Linked DNA regions of Anser cygnoides: region 1 is linked to region 2. A link is a contact called in public Hi-C data. All regions are on one chromosome and are shown on one strand. The core of a region is the stretch at or near the end of the contact, and the rest is flanking DNA. Distances in the headings are between cores, read along the strand shown. Region 1 holds the start of MPRIP (myosin phosphatase Rho interacting protein). Region 2 holds the start of PEMT (phosphatidylethanolamine N-methyltransferase).

The links. A called contact is a pair of places that touch in the nucleus more often than the background predicts.
Region 1: a Hi-C map of liver shows a contact between it and region 2, with 2.3 times the contacts expected there. The contact joins the promoter of MPRIP here to the promoter of PEMT in region 2. A contact is called at or near these places in 2 of 7 Hi-C or Micro-C datasets (both in liver).

The regions. Positions count from the first base shown.
Region 1 is chr15:3,413,900-3,420,684 of Taihu_goose_T2T_genome, reverse strand. MPRIP (myosin phosphatase Rho interacting protein) reads left to right here and starts at 3,465. Exons shown (of 24, transcript XM_066977802.1): 1 at 3,465-3,695. The coding sequence starts at 3,576.
Region 2 is chr15:3,222,697-3,229,983 of Taihu_goose_T2T_genome, reverse strand. It overlaps PEMT (phosphatidylethanolamine N-methyltransferase), which reads right to left and starts at 4,172. Exons shown (of 8, transcript XM_066977696.1): 1 at 4,062-4,172; 2 at 1,149-1,256. The coding sequence starts at 1,241. LOC125182461 (a long non-coding RNA gene) reads left to right here and starts at 4,199. Exons shown (of 2, transcript XR_007162312.2): 1 at 4,199-4,924; 2 at 5,093-5,902.

The DNA.
Region 1 (6,785 bases), core at 2,216-4,715, 190 kb before region 2:
ACCCAGGCGTCCTGCTCCTGCCCCGGCAGCGCCCGCCCCCGCAGGAAGAAACGTCCCATAGCAGTTTTCCTACAAAACGGGGTGGCTCCTGGGGTCCCACGCTGTGGCACGGCCACAAGTCCCACGTCCCCACCCTGGTGACGGGTGGAGGTGGCCGCTCCTGGTGGGACCGCCATGCCGCGATGGGGAGGGGTGCTGCTCTGTGGCAGGGTTTTTGGTGCCGCTGAGCATTTTTGTGGGGCAGGAGGGGTCGGTGGTGCCCTTCCCAAGCCGGGGCCGGTGCAGCCAGCCCCGGTGACTAACACCTCCTGGTTTTCAGCTTGTTTACCTGGCGCTGGGGCTTCGCTTGGGATCGCTGACTCACCGCAGCACCTTCCCCTTCTGCCACCGCAGCTCCCTGACGAATACTTTCCATTTTCCCACTACTTTAATTGCCCTACTTGGAGAAAACTGCTCCGGACTGGCTCTGGGCTGCTACGCACAGCTGCCCCAGCCGGGCATCCCCGCAGCGGGGGCGTTGGGGATGGGATGGGGGGGGCTGCCCATCACAGCGGCACACAAGGGAGCATTTCATGCCTCGGCCATGCCGGGGCCTGCCGGCATGGGGGCACGTGCGGGGAGTCGAGTTTTTGGTGGCCCCGCTCGCTGCACCCATCCACAGCAGCAGGCGGGCGGCCGGCGGCGCACGGACGCTGGCTCCTGCATGGCTGAATGCGGCCCGACAGGTTTACGGAGAGGCCCGTCCCGTTGGGCTGGATTTTTGGGAAGGCTGAAGCCAGCCCCGGCACCAGCCGCTTCCCCGCGAGTGCTGCCGGCCCTGGCGCCAGGTCACGGCCCCGAGCCGTGGCGCAGCTCGGGGGGACGCTGGCACCGCGCTCCTCCGTGTCGTGGCTCTGCTCGGCGTGTGGTGGCAGTGCCCTGCGGTGCCTGGGGAAGGGACGCACGGCCCACGGAGTCCCCTGAGCATCAGCTGGGGATGCGGAGGTCCCCCTGTGCTCCTCTCCCCTGGCCCCATAGCCGAAGCCCCTCCGGGGAGCATCGCCCTGCCCGTGCCGGCTGTGCTGGGGGTGTGCGGGGCGCGGGGCGTGCCAGGTCCCAGCAACGTGCTGCTGGCCGGGGATGTGCTGGGGAATAACCCAGCAACATCAGGGGACGGGGGGAGCAGGGAAAGGTGGGATCGGGGGCAGGAAAATTGCTGCTTGGGGAAACCGATAGCCAAAGAGAGGTGTTCTGTGGTCGTGCTGAATGCTGGCCCCACGGTGATGGCACCAGGGACTGCAAATCCCCAAGGAGAAAATCCCTCCCTGCCTGGAGAAGGGCCGCGTCGCTTTTAGGGCATTAGGGTCAAGAGAAAGGTGAGATATCCACCCAAAAGCAGCAAGGCACAGGGCTGGGAGCTGGGAGCACCACACGGCTGGGGGCACCCGGGTGGGCGATATGGGGCTGGGGGGGGGGGGGGGGGCGCGCGGCGGTGCCACCGCTCCCCGTGGGTATCCCCACACCTTCCCCGTCCCGTCCCCACCGCGGCACGTCGCACCGTGTGTGCTACGAGTGGCAGGAGGGAGAGGGATGATTAAAGCGGCCTTTGATGAAGGAAAAATTAATAAACAAGCTCGCAGCCGTGCCGGGCTCTATTTACTGGCGGGTGCCGGCGCGGCGAGGCCGCCGAGGCCGGGTGCCACATCAAACGGCGGGGCAGCGCCTGGCCGAGGGGACCGCGGCCTCTCCTCCGACGGGTTTTTCCTGGTCCCCACGAGGCCGGGAAGGTCGGCGGGGCCGCTCCTAATAGCAGGGCCCCGTCCGGTGCCGGCGGGGGCCGCGGGGGCCGCTACGTGCCGTCCCGAGGGACACACGGGTCGGGGCGCGGTGTGGAGGTGCCGCTTGGCACGCTCGCCCCGACGCCTTGTGGGGTTGGCGTTCCCAAATCTCCATTCCTGATGGTGTCCCCCGCCCCAGCACACCCGGTGTCCCCAACTGTCCCTGCTGTCCCCTGGGGTCAGCGCTGGCACCCAACCATGGCACCCGTGGGTCCCTCGCCCCCCCCCATGGCAGGCCGGGCTCCTTATCGCCCTGCCGGCTGTGTTTACCCGCCGATAACAGCGGGCTGGGCAAACAGGAGCTCCCCAAGGGCCCCAGGGCGGTGGCACGGGGCAGGGGGGGCACCCTTGTCCCTATTTGTCCCCCCCCCCCGTGGTCCCCGGGGGGGGGGAAGGGGCAGGTGGGTGGTGACCCCTCTATGTGCCCACCTGGACGGGGTCGGGGTTACCACAGCGGGGCTTTTGCTGTGTGTGGGGGGGGGGGGGTGGCACCCGGGGGCTGGGGTGCCTTGCTGGGATGTGCCCCCCCCCCCCAATTTTTGGGGGGCAGCCCCTTGCTCCTTGCATTCCATGGCTGGGGGGGGGGTGGTCCGGGCTGTGCATGGGGCTGTACGTGGGGGGGGGGTTCCCCAATGCATGGCATGGTGCTGGGGGGGGGCTGTGCAATGGGGGGGGGGGGGTCTTGTGCATGGTGGGGGGGGTCGTGTATGTTATGGGGGGGGGTCGTGTATGGTATGGGGTGGTCGTGCATGGTATGGGGTGGTCCTGCATGGTATTAGGGGGGGTCGTGCATGGTATGGGGGGGCTTTTGCATGGTATGGGGGGGTCGTGTATAGTACGGGGGGGTCGTGCATGGTATTGGGGGGTCATGCACGGTGTGGGGGGGGCTCGGTGCACGACGGGGGGGCCTGTGCAAGGTGGGGGGGCTTTGCACGGTGCAGGGGGGGCGTGCACACAGCGTGGGGGCCATGCACAGTGTGGGGGGGCCATGCACGGAGCGGGGGGGGGCCAGCACAGCGCAGCCCCCCCTCCCTCCGCCCCCCCCCCCCCCCGCGTGGCCCCGCCCCCGGCTGCCAGCACCGCCCGCCGCGCGCCCTCCCTTCTCCTTGCAGCCCATTGGCCGGAGCGCCCTATTGTTAGCAGCCTCCTCCCGCCGCCATTGGCGACAGCGCACGTCCATCTTCACCCAGGCCCCGCCCCTCCCTGCCGGACGCTTCGCAGCCCGCGCAGCCGGCGGCGCCTCCCGGCCCCGCCCCCCGCCCCTCTAGGCCCCGCCCCCCGCCCCTCTAGGCCCCGCCCACCGCCCCTCTAGGCCCCGCCCCCCGCCCCTCCAGGCCCCGCCCCCCCAAGCCCCGCCCCGCGGGCGGGGGCTCCGCGGCCCTGCGCGCTCCCGCTGCGCGCTCCCGGCCCGCGCTGCTGCGCGCTGCCCGCCGAGGGGGCGGCCGCTGCGCCTCGGTCGCGTTTTGCAATTCATTTTTTTTTTTGCAATATTTTTTTTTTTTTGCATTTTTTTTTTTTGCAATTTCCCTTTTTTGGGGTAATTTCGAATTTTGGGGTTTTGTCGTTTTTTTGGTTTTGCTTTTTTTTTTTTTTTTTTTGAGACCCCCCCCCCCCCCTCCCCCCCCCCCAATTCCCTTTGCTTCCCCCCCCCCCCCCCCCCGCACCCCTTCCCTTGGCCATGGGCGCGGTGGTGCTGGTGGCAGGGGGGCGCCCGGCGGGGCGCTGAGCGGGGGGCGCAGCGGGCGCGGGGCGCGCGCCATGGCCGCCAAGGACAACCCGTGCAGGAAGTTCCAGGCCAACATCTTCAACAAGAGCAAGTGCCAGAACTGCTTCAAGCCCCGCGAGTCCCACCTGCTCAACGACGAGGACCTCAACCAGGTGGGGGCTGACCCCAAAACCCACGCTTTTCACCCCAAAAGCTGCCCCCTGTTGCTCGGCGCCCAACCTCCCCGCTTGCCCCTGTGGCTCGGACCCCGCGCTGGGTCCCCCTGGGTTGTGGGGACACCCGTGGGTGCTCTCTGGGTGGTGGGGAGTCCCATGGGTACCCCCTGGGTGGTGGGGACACCCATGGGTGCCCCCAGGCTCCTGGGGGTTCTGTAGGGTCCCGTCGGTGCTTCCCGGCCCCATGGGTGCTCTGGGTTTCTGCTGGCCCCACTGTTAGCAGAGGGATCTCCGGGGGTCTCACGGGGTGCCCGCTGGCCCCATGGATAGCGCGGGGTCCCATGGGTGCTGCCGCTCCTGTTGGTGGCGGGTTGTTACGGGTCCCGTGGGACGCCTGCTGACCCCATGGGGTCCCACGGGTATCCCAGGGGCCCACAGATCCCTAGTCCCATAGGGTGTCCGGGGGTCCCATAGGGTGCCTGCAGGCCCTGTGCATACCTGGGTGTCCCACGGGGCACCCAGCACCCCAGGGGCGCCCGCTGGTCCCCCTGGCCCACCCCGGTGCCCCGCTCCCTTTGGGGTCATGGGCACTTGGGGCGACCCCAGCCCCTGTTGGGGTGCGGGACGGGTGGCAGCAGGTAGGGGAGGGTCCTGTGGGTGCTATGGGGAGGTGCCGAAAGTCCCAGGGGGGGGGAAAAAAAAACAAACAAAACTAATCCAGAACCAAACCTGCCCCCCCCGGGTGCTGTGGGCACGGCCCCCCCTACCCTACAGCACCCCACATTTCCTGGGGAGGGGAGCGGAAGGTGATCGCCGCCTGTTCCTGGGCAGGCTGGGGCGGGAATGGGCCTTCCTCCTCCTTCCCCTCCTCTTCCTCCTGCCAGGCCTCACGCAGCCCCCCCGTGACACTCCCCACCCAGCACCCGACACCACAGGGATTTGGGGTGCGGGGGGGGGGGGGGGAGGCACGACACCGCGTTCCCCCTTTCCCCACGGCACCTTTCCGCGCCGGGGTGGGGGCAGCCATCGCCGCCGCCGATCCTATTATGGCAATGAGATCAGACATATTGCTTGGGGGGGGGGGGGGGGGGTGAGCGGGACATAATGAAATCTGAGGGCTAATATGGAAAAAATGTAACTGGAAAAAATGCCGTGGTGTGTGCGGGAAGGGGCGGGCGGGGAGCGTCGCGCCCGTGCCCAGACAAAGGAGCCGGCCCGGAGGGTGCTGGGGCTGAGCCCCCCCCCCAACAGGGTCCGGCCGACCCCCTGGTGCTGCCCCGTGTGGGGTTTCGCCGCCTCCTGGGTGCAATAATATTATATTATTATTTTTTTTTGGGGGGGGGGGGGTCAAAGCGTTGCACGCTGCCCCCCCGTAGCGCCTGCTGCGTAGGGCCCGATGGCTTCCCTAGGGACTGGCGGCCTGAGGCGGCTCGAGGAAGCCCCTCGGTGGCTTTGTTCCCCTGGGGGCCGCGGTGAGGGCCGGCCCCCCAGGCAGCCCCCGCAGGGACGGACGGGGTCACCCCAAACCCCGCGGGGCCCGGGGCCCTGCTTGGGGTGGGGGGGAGAACGCCGCGATCCCGCACGGCTTCTCCCTCGCGGCCCCGGTGAAGAAGCAGCCCCCCTTCCTGCAGGGAAGATGGAGGCTCCGGCAGCCGGTGGTGCACGCGCACCCTCCCGCCCCGTCCTCCGGGAGCCCCGCTGGCCCCCGGGGTGCACCCCCTGGGATAACGGTTCGTTTCCCGGCTCTGGATCGTCTTTTATTGTCGTTATTATTTTATTTATTTATTTATTAAGATGAGCCCGGTTTGGGGAGGGGGCTCCGCGCTCGCCCCGTGCGGAGGGGGCCGCGTCGGGGCTCACCCGGAGCCCGGCTGGAAAAGTCCTTTTGAGTCATCTGACCTTTCCGCTTGGCTGGCAGGAAAGGTGAAGGTACTTCGCACTTACGCACTCGTGTCCCTTTTGGCTTTTTATCCTATAAAAATACCTGCGTGGGCGTCGGGAGCCGCCCCTCCGGCTTCCTGGGAGCTCCGGGGCTTCGGGACCGGCGTCCCCGTGCCAAGCGTCCCAAACGTTTAATGGTGGCGCTGGCTTTGGGAACAGAATCGGGACCGGGGCCGGGGGCGACCCGGCCCCAAACATCAGGATTAATGAGCTGCAGCTCTCTAATGGTAATCGGACTTAGCGCGTCCAACTTCAAAGGGCTGCGCGGACGCTAAGTCCCAAATCCCGGGAGCGCTCCGTTCACGAGTTGTTTTCGTGTGCGACCGTGCTGCCGGGGGGGTCAGCGTGATTTGGGGTGGCTGCGTGCGGTCCTACCACCTTCTTGGGTCCCGTCTGTCCCCCCCCGGGGCTGCAGGTGAGGCGTCCTTGGCCCCCAAACCTTGTTCAAGCCTCCGGGGTGCCCTGGTGGCACGGAAAAAAAAAACTGGGTCAGGCGCTGCGTCCGCGCCCTCCCCAGGGAATATCTGCTGCTGCGGGCGCCCCGGTGTGGGTGCTCGGCGCCCTGCCGATGTGTGGTGCCTTTTGGTGGGAATTCCCTTTTTCCTGGCAAGTTGTGCCCGCGGCAGCACCCAGACCCTTGTAACCTCCTGCCAACCCCGCGTGCGGATCGGCCTGCCCGGGGAGGATGGACGGTTCCTGGGGTTCCTGGTGACCCTTTTCCATCGCCAGGAGAAAGCCCGGCCCCGTCGATGGGAGCCTCTTCCCAAGGAAACCACCCGGGGCTTGGCAGGGCCGCGGGGGGATGGATGTACCACCACGCCACTGGGCCAGGACCAGGCGGGTGTGAGCGTCCCTGCATTTGGGTCATAGGGAAAACGAAGCCCCCCCCCCGCAACAGGAACAGGCTGGGAATTAACCTCCAAATTACGCTTGGCCTGAATTGGAAGAAGAGCAGAGCGTAAAGCAGTTGCTTTTAATTTTCTCCATGCGTGTGCTCTCTCGGGGCATGGGGACTGGCACAGATAGAGGAATTTGAGGACGCCTTTCCAGCTACCAGTGTCTTCTTTCTTTCCTTTTTTTTTGTGAGATCGTGGCACGGATGCCCGAAGGACCACCCAGTTAGAAAATGGCGCTGCAGACTTTCCC
Region 2 (7,287 bases), core at 2,923-5,422:
AGGCTGCAACAAAGAACTCCGACAGAGGTTTCCACAGTGACTCACGGCTAGGAGAGCCTCGCTTTTCCAAAGCCCAGCGTGAAACGATCTCAAGAGCCCCCGCGCTCGGAGAGAGCCGAGTCCTCCCCCTCTGGAAAAACAAGGCCTTTTTAAGGAGACTTCCCCAGGGTGAGAAGCGCTGCGGGGAGCTTTGGCAGGCGGCTTCTGGAATCTTGGCTGCGCTGACATCCCGTTTCCATGAGTGCTTGCAGGGAGAAGGCTTCGTCCCCAGACCTCAGCTGCGCTGCAGAGGACGCTGCGGGAACTCGTGCTCCCCGCCCTGGGCTCCCCACCTGGCGCGTTGGCTCTGCAGCGCTCGCACAGCAGCCACGGTGCTCGCTGCTCTTGCAGGGAGGCGGCGAACCGCAGCGATAACGGGCAGAGAAAGCTCTTCCAGCCTCAGCTCCTGAAGCGCTATGGTGCCCGGCAGCAATACGGCACCCACGGAAACAGCGAGCGTCACCTGTGCCCAGGTACCCTACCCACGCTTCGGGCTGGCTCGCTGCCACCTCTGCAGCTCTTCGCCAGTCTTCGCAGCGTGATGGAGGGGGGAATATCTTCAGGTTAACTTTTTTTTTTGTTTCCTGCATCCGCACAACTGCCTGCTAACGAACTTCGAGGAGAAGCAGCGGGCAACGCGCCCAGTGCATCCCCCAGGGTAGGGGGTGACCAGTGCCCGGCTGCTGGGGCAGGAGGTGCAGCAGGAGGTGGCTAAAGGATGGGTTTGCCTGCTCTGCCCCCTCTCCTGAGCTCGGTTCCTAATCCCTTCTGCATCCTGCGCTGGCTCCTACCTTCCTGTCCTCTGCCACATTGGTCACAACCCCAGGAGACAGCACAGCTCCCTGCTCGCCCCCTTCTAGTGCCTGCTACCTGGGCACAGCTCTCCCCACCCAGCCCGGCAGACTTCCCCAGAGGTGGTTTCTCCTCTGGCCTCCTGTTCCCAGAGCAATAAACACCACCACCAGTGGGGAGGATTACAGGGCTCCTGCAGGAGAGATGATTTAGAGGTAAGGGGCTGCTCAGCGCAGCCCAAAGGGGATCCACCCCCATGTCAGCCAGCAAAGGAGAGCTCAAAACAACTGTGTGGCGGGTGCGCAAGCGGCTCTTACCACGTTCCAGAAGAAAGGGTTGAAGGCGATGGAGAGGATGGCTGCAATGAAGCCGGAGTCGGTCATGTCCACGTAGCCGAAGAGCTGCGCCATGGCTGTAACATCCACCTGGGGGGAAGGAGGCAGTTACTGGGGGCGCGGGTGCCTGCGGGGGCACCGAGCGTCATACCCAAAGGGGGTGTCTTCGTCCCAAACCAAGCGCCCTGCAGGAGCGGGTGATTCTTTCAATGTCCCCAATTAATGCATCGTTAAATCTTGCTACGCCAGGGCGCAAAGCCAAAAAAAAGGGGTGGGGGCTCCCCCAAACTGGCTCCCCCCATGCCTCAGGGAGCCCTGTGTCTGCAGCAGTGCCCAGAAGGACCCGGGCGCTGTGAGGATGAGCACCAGCACTACAGGGCAGCAGGGAAACCCTACGTGCTTCTGAGCCGCAGGGAAGGGGGCACCGCTTTATGGCCCCCCCGGGGCCAGAGGGCTGTCCCTGGGGCTCTGCTCTGCACGGACACCCCGAACCCCGCACCGTGCAGCCTCCAACTCGCCTTCCATTGCACAAGACCGATGCCAACCCGCTGCACAGTGTGCACGGATGCATTTGCATCACTAACAGCTGCAAAAGACTTTCCTGTCTTATGTAACAACAACAAAAGAAAACCCTTAAAGCTTGCTGGTTTTCCTCCTTTTTTCCTTTCTGTTTTTCCCCCTATTTCCTTTTAAGAGACATTTTTTTCCCAGGACAGCTCCCTGTCAGCGTTTTTACGTGCAGTAAGCCATGCTGCTTCCCCATCCCTCCCCCTCTCCTTGCAGTGGTATGTGGATGAAAAACAGCCAGCGCCTATTTTTTTATTATTTTTTTTTGCCAAAAACTTTGAAAACAAAAGACAAAATAGCCCGGCCCGAGCCTTTCCCTCACTTGAATCAAAATCAAGACAACATTGAGACGTGGAAGGATTTTGCTTCCCAAACACAGCTGTGTTTGCGAGTCCTTCGATGCTAAGGGACGGGAAGGGCTGGAAAAGGCAGCGGCTTGACCTCTCCTGTCCAGAAGAGAAGCTCCTGCGGGCTCCTTCCAAGGAACCGGAGCAGTGACAGCAGTCACGGAGAGGGGCTGCTCAGCCTGCTGTCCCCTGACGGCCGAACGACCGCCCAGAGGACGAAGTGCAAGGGCAAAGGTTGAATCGCTACGGGCAGGCGGGGGGATCCTCGCACGGGTTTGCCCCCAGCCCTTAGACCACCACCGAGCGCCCCGGGGGAGAGCATCAAACGAAGGGGAGAGCCCCCAGGGCCTCTCCTCACCCTGTCCCCATTCCTCCTGTCACCCCCACGCAGCCCTTCGCCACCAGACCTCGTCCCTTCAAGCCGAGCGCTGCCAAGCCGTAACCTGGGCACCGAGAGGGCTGCCAGCACCGGGGCCGAACTGTCCGGTCCTGCTTCAATGGCCAACCCACGGGACCAGGACAGCTTCTTTCCTCTTGTTTCGTACAGCGCTGAGCACACCGCCAGCACGGGCTGAACAAAAGCTCCTTGACCTACTAACTCCTGGCTGGCAACATCGTTAACATCGCGCTCACCTTCTTTTCTCTCCTCCTGAACGACCAAATTCGCGGCTGCCAGAGGGAAGCAGATTGGCCTGTGCCTGGCGTGTGCTTTTCGGGATAAAAGGGGAGCCCATTAGGATGAGCCGTCTCTGCAAGCTGCTGAGACAACCACGTAACGAGCACAGAACATTCAACTTTGCCCCCCTCCTCCCTGACAGGTGATAAACAACCGCATCTCGGAGGAGCTCCTGGTGGCAAACGCTGCTTGCTCGGATGCTGCTCGGCCCCAAAATTCGGGCGGATGAGAGCTGCACGGCTCACCCAGGTCTGGTGGTGGCAGCAGGAGGGGTTTGCCCCTCTAGGCGCTGTAAGGATGCGGCCCTCGCCACGCAGCTGGGGCACGAAATCGCGTCTTGAGTGGCAATTAGGGCCGGGAAGGGCCACGGGAAGCACCTCAAGCACCGTGCGTGCACGGCGCCGAGCATCCCTGCAGATTTCCAACAATCCGCTCCACCCGCAGCCCCAGCCTGGGGCTTTAGCACCCGCACAAACATCCCCGCTCGGAGGTGGCACAGGGCAGCGACACAGGGCAGCGATGCGATCCCGGGGCAACCTTCGCCCTCGCGTTCCTCGCACGCCGGGCACCGCGCGGGGCCAGCGCGTCGGCAGCGCCGGCGCAACGGCGGCGTGGCAGCGAGGACGCGGGGCACCCGGTCACGGTGACCTCGCCGCCAGCCGCCGCCTTCCCACCCCCGCTGAGGCCAGCAGGACCCCAAACCCTCCAGCACCGAGCCTCGTACGAACGCCCCGACACCCAGAGCGGGCACGGCCACGTCCCACCCCCCCCCCCCAACCCCAACCTTGGCACGGCCAAAACCCCCCGAACCCCACAGCGGGGGCAGCGGGCCGGGAAGGGCGGGGGGCGCAGCGGGTAGCATCCCCCTCAGGGACCCCCGCAGCCCCTCTGCAACCCCCGTCCGGCCCTCGTCCCGGTACCTGCCCGTAGTCCAGGCCGCCCAGCCCGCTGCAGCAATCCCTCGGCCACCACCGCGGCCCCGCTCCCCGCCGGCCGCCCGCGGGGCCCCGCTCGTCGCCGGAGCCAGGCCGCAGGGCCATGGCCGCATGGGGGGCTGGGGAGGGGGGGGGGGGAGGCCGCGGGTCTTTCCCCCCCCTTTCCCCTTCCCCACCGCCACCACCACCCCCGGCAGCAGCACGCCGAGCACACGCGGCGGCGGTGCCGGGAAGTGTAGTCCGCCCTCGGCAGCCACCGGCAGGACTACAGGGCCCAGAGGACGCCGCGGACGGGCAGGGAGGGAGAGGCCTCCGGAGCCGGGGCATGGCCGCCGGGTCTCCCCCCCCTAAACCCTTGGGGAGCACCCACCGAGCTCGCCGCCTCCGTCGCGGGGCTCCCGGCGTGTTGTCCGGCTGCCGAGGGGGGGGGGGGGGGGAGGCCGGAGCTGGAGGCTGCTGGACTTCGCCCCGGTGTGAAGCAAGCGAGGGGAAGAAGAAAGGGGGGGGGAGAACGGGGGGGGTGTGTGGGGGGGGATGGAGGAGAGCGGCACCGCCTGCAGCCCCCCTCCCCGGGGTGAGGGGGGGGCGGTGGGTTTGGCCCCCGTGGGTTTCAGGGGGCTGCAGCGCCGGTGGAGGACGGGGATGGGGTCGGTGGTGAGGCACGGAGGGGGTTGGGGAGGGGAGTGGGGGGCTCTGAGGCCCCCGGGGCGTCAGGGAGCGGCGGGGGGGGGGCTGCGGTGGGGCCCCACGGGGCCCTCACGGCCCTTCGGGGCCAAACGTACGGAGAGGGCACAGGCAAAGCGTGGGGCTTGGAAAAGAGTGCGGGGCTTGTGGTGTGTTCCACAACGGGTCGGTGTTTGGGGCCAGAAACACCTCCGGTGGGTCTCTGGTACAGAAATTGCTGCTGGAGTCGCTGCGTGCCCGCTATTGCTCGTCCCAGGGCAAAATTTCAACCCGCCAGGTCTGGGTGTATTTTACGGGTGATTCACTGTGCCCTGTTCCCTTCAGCAGGCGGTACTATTTGTAATGATTGCGATTATTGTTACTGGCCTCGTCTCTTTTCTGCTCTCCTCTCCGAGATGTTTCGGGTTGGTGCGGCCGGTGGGAATCGGTCCCGTGTGGGGGAGTTCAGGTGGGATCGTCCCTGCGGGCCTCAGAGGATCTCTGCGTGGACCTTCCAGTTTGACAGACCTTCATTTGAGAAGAAATACATTTGTTTCAAAAAGGAGTTAGGTAGGAAGGGGGTGTTACGAGTGGGCTGCAAGTGTCCCTCCCAGAGATCTCTCAGAAGCGGTGGTGGGGAAGGGGATGGGACGTGCACGTGTGCCTGGACAGGCACCGAAAACATGCACGAGTGATGGCTCACGTGCAGCCCTCGCTGGCAAAACACCACCCTTCCAGGTTGTGCTTGAAAGATGCTGGGAAGCCCAGTGACGACTCGGCTCAGTGGGAAACCAGGTTTCTTTAACTCTGCTCATCCGAATCTGTCTCCGCATCCCCATTTCCCTGGCTGCAGGATCAGCTCCTGCACTCCGGGTGCTTGCACGAGGCTGGATCCCATCCCGTCCGGGCCCTGCGAACGCAGTCACAGTACAAACTGCAGCGCCGGCTGCTTTGGGGTGAGGTGCACGCGAAAGCACCGTGGGTGGGAGCAGCGTTCCCCGAACGGATTATCTCCAGCTGCTTCCGGCCTCTTCTCCCTCGCGCTGGATAATTTTGCTGCGTTGAGTGTGTAATTATCGCCTCTGCCATCTCCCAGGCTGGAGCGCAGAGGATGTTTATTTTGCAAGTCCTGCCAGCTGGGTCCTTGGGGCAGAGGGGAGGGTGAAGGGGACGCGGTGGGGAGAGCAATGACGGCAGCGTTCAGAAAGGAGGAAATGTCTCCCCGGGGAGGGGGTTAGCAGGGAGGAAAGTTCTCCAAACGGGCCTCTGTGCTGCGAGGGGAGGATGTCCCTGTGCTGTCAGCGTGGCTAGCTGGGAGAGGACAAGGACACCGCGGCGGGCTGGGAGGATAATAAAGCTTTTGGGGGGAAACACAGGGCAAGAGCTGAAATCCCTGGGAAGGAGCTGAGACTCCACATTCAGGAGAGGAAATGGGGGAGGAAAAGGTAAAACCGTGGGCAAGGAGCTGAGAAAAAAGAGCTGGACCTGAAACGAAGAGGAGCTGAGTAATAAAGCTTCTGAGGGGGAAACACGGGGCAGGAGCTGAAATCACTGACTCTGAGTTTCTTTTCAAATTGTTGGGGAAAAACATGGGGCAGGAACTGAAATCACTGGGTAGGAGCTAAAAATCGTCATTCACGGGGGGAGAGCTGGGTTGTCACAAACGTACCCATCCTGTCACCCCACACTGGGGGGCACCCTGCACTTCAGGGGAGAGGGGCTGCATTTGGGGCAGGGGAACAGCAGGGCCCCCACGCTGCTCCCACTGCCGAATCCCCCGTTGAGGGGATGTTTTCCCCCGTAAGAAGGAAGGGGGTGTTTGCAACAGCAGGGCCCCTCCACGCACCGGCCTCCGTCCTGCCTCTCGGAAATATCCTGGCAGCTGCGCAGGAGACAAAGAGGGCTTTTTGCAGGGCTGGATCTTTCTTTGTGTCCCCATCCCTCCCCTTCTCCCCGTGGTGTGCCTTTTATCCAGCGCTCTGTTCCCGAGCGCTGAGCTAAGGAAGAGGGCACTGCCCTCTGCGTTCCCAAGTCCCTTCTCAGCTGGAACCCTCCCAGCGGCCTTTTAAATCCCATCACAGCCCCGAGGGGTCACCCTCGATGAATGTGGACTTGCAGAATGCCTGCGTGGGCAGAGAGCACTTCAACAAAGTCATCAGGGAGAGGAGCTGCCCTGCTGGAGGGAGGACCGACGGTGCACGGGGTTTGTGCAGCCGCCGTGGCTTCTGCAGGCTGCTGCTGCAGCTGCACCGAGGGGCTCTGTGCCTTTGCCACGCTGACTGCCTGCAGGGCAGCAACGTGTGTGTGCAGCAGTCCGGTGAAGGATGCTGGCTGTCAGGTTTAGCGGGGTGCCGTGGCTCAGCGAGCTGCAGTTTGGCTCAGGAGCATTTCCGAGTCCCCGAGCGCAAGGAGGCGGTGGGGCTCCCAGGGCAGGGAGTGCCTTCAGGTGGCTTTCCTTTGGAAATGGGGCGCTGGGAAACACCAGCCAAGAGCACAGGGTAACTTCGACTCCTTAGAAGCCCAAGATGAAGTTTCCAGGCCAAACGATTGATTTTCACACTGAGAAAAAGGAAGAAAAAAAGGCGCCCACAGCTTTCACGCTCCCAGGTGACTTGCTGCCCCCCCTTGAGAAGCAGGACAAGCCCGCGAGCTCCTCTGCTTGCCCTGCAGCTCTTACAGTCCCCTTCTTTCCCATCTCTCCAGCCAAATGAACCAGAATCGATGTTCATCCCTAGCGAGCTTTGGCCACTAGTGTGGTCACCAGGAAGAGCTGCTTCTGCTGGCAACAGGGGCTCGTCCTGCCCGACCCCACAACCCGCCTGGTGCCACCCAGCCATGTCCCTCGTTGACAGAGGTCCCATGGGAGCAGCGTGGCTCTGGGGCCTCTTTCCCCAATACTTTGTGTCCCTTCCCCGAGGGCTGTGTCATGGCCC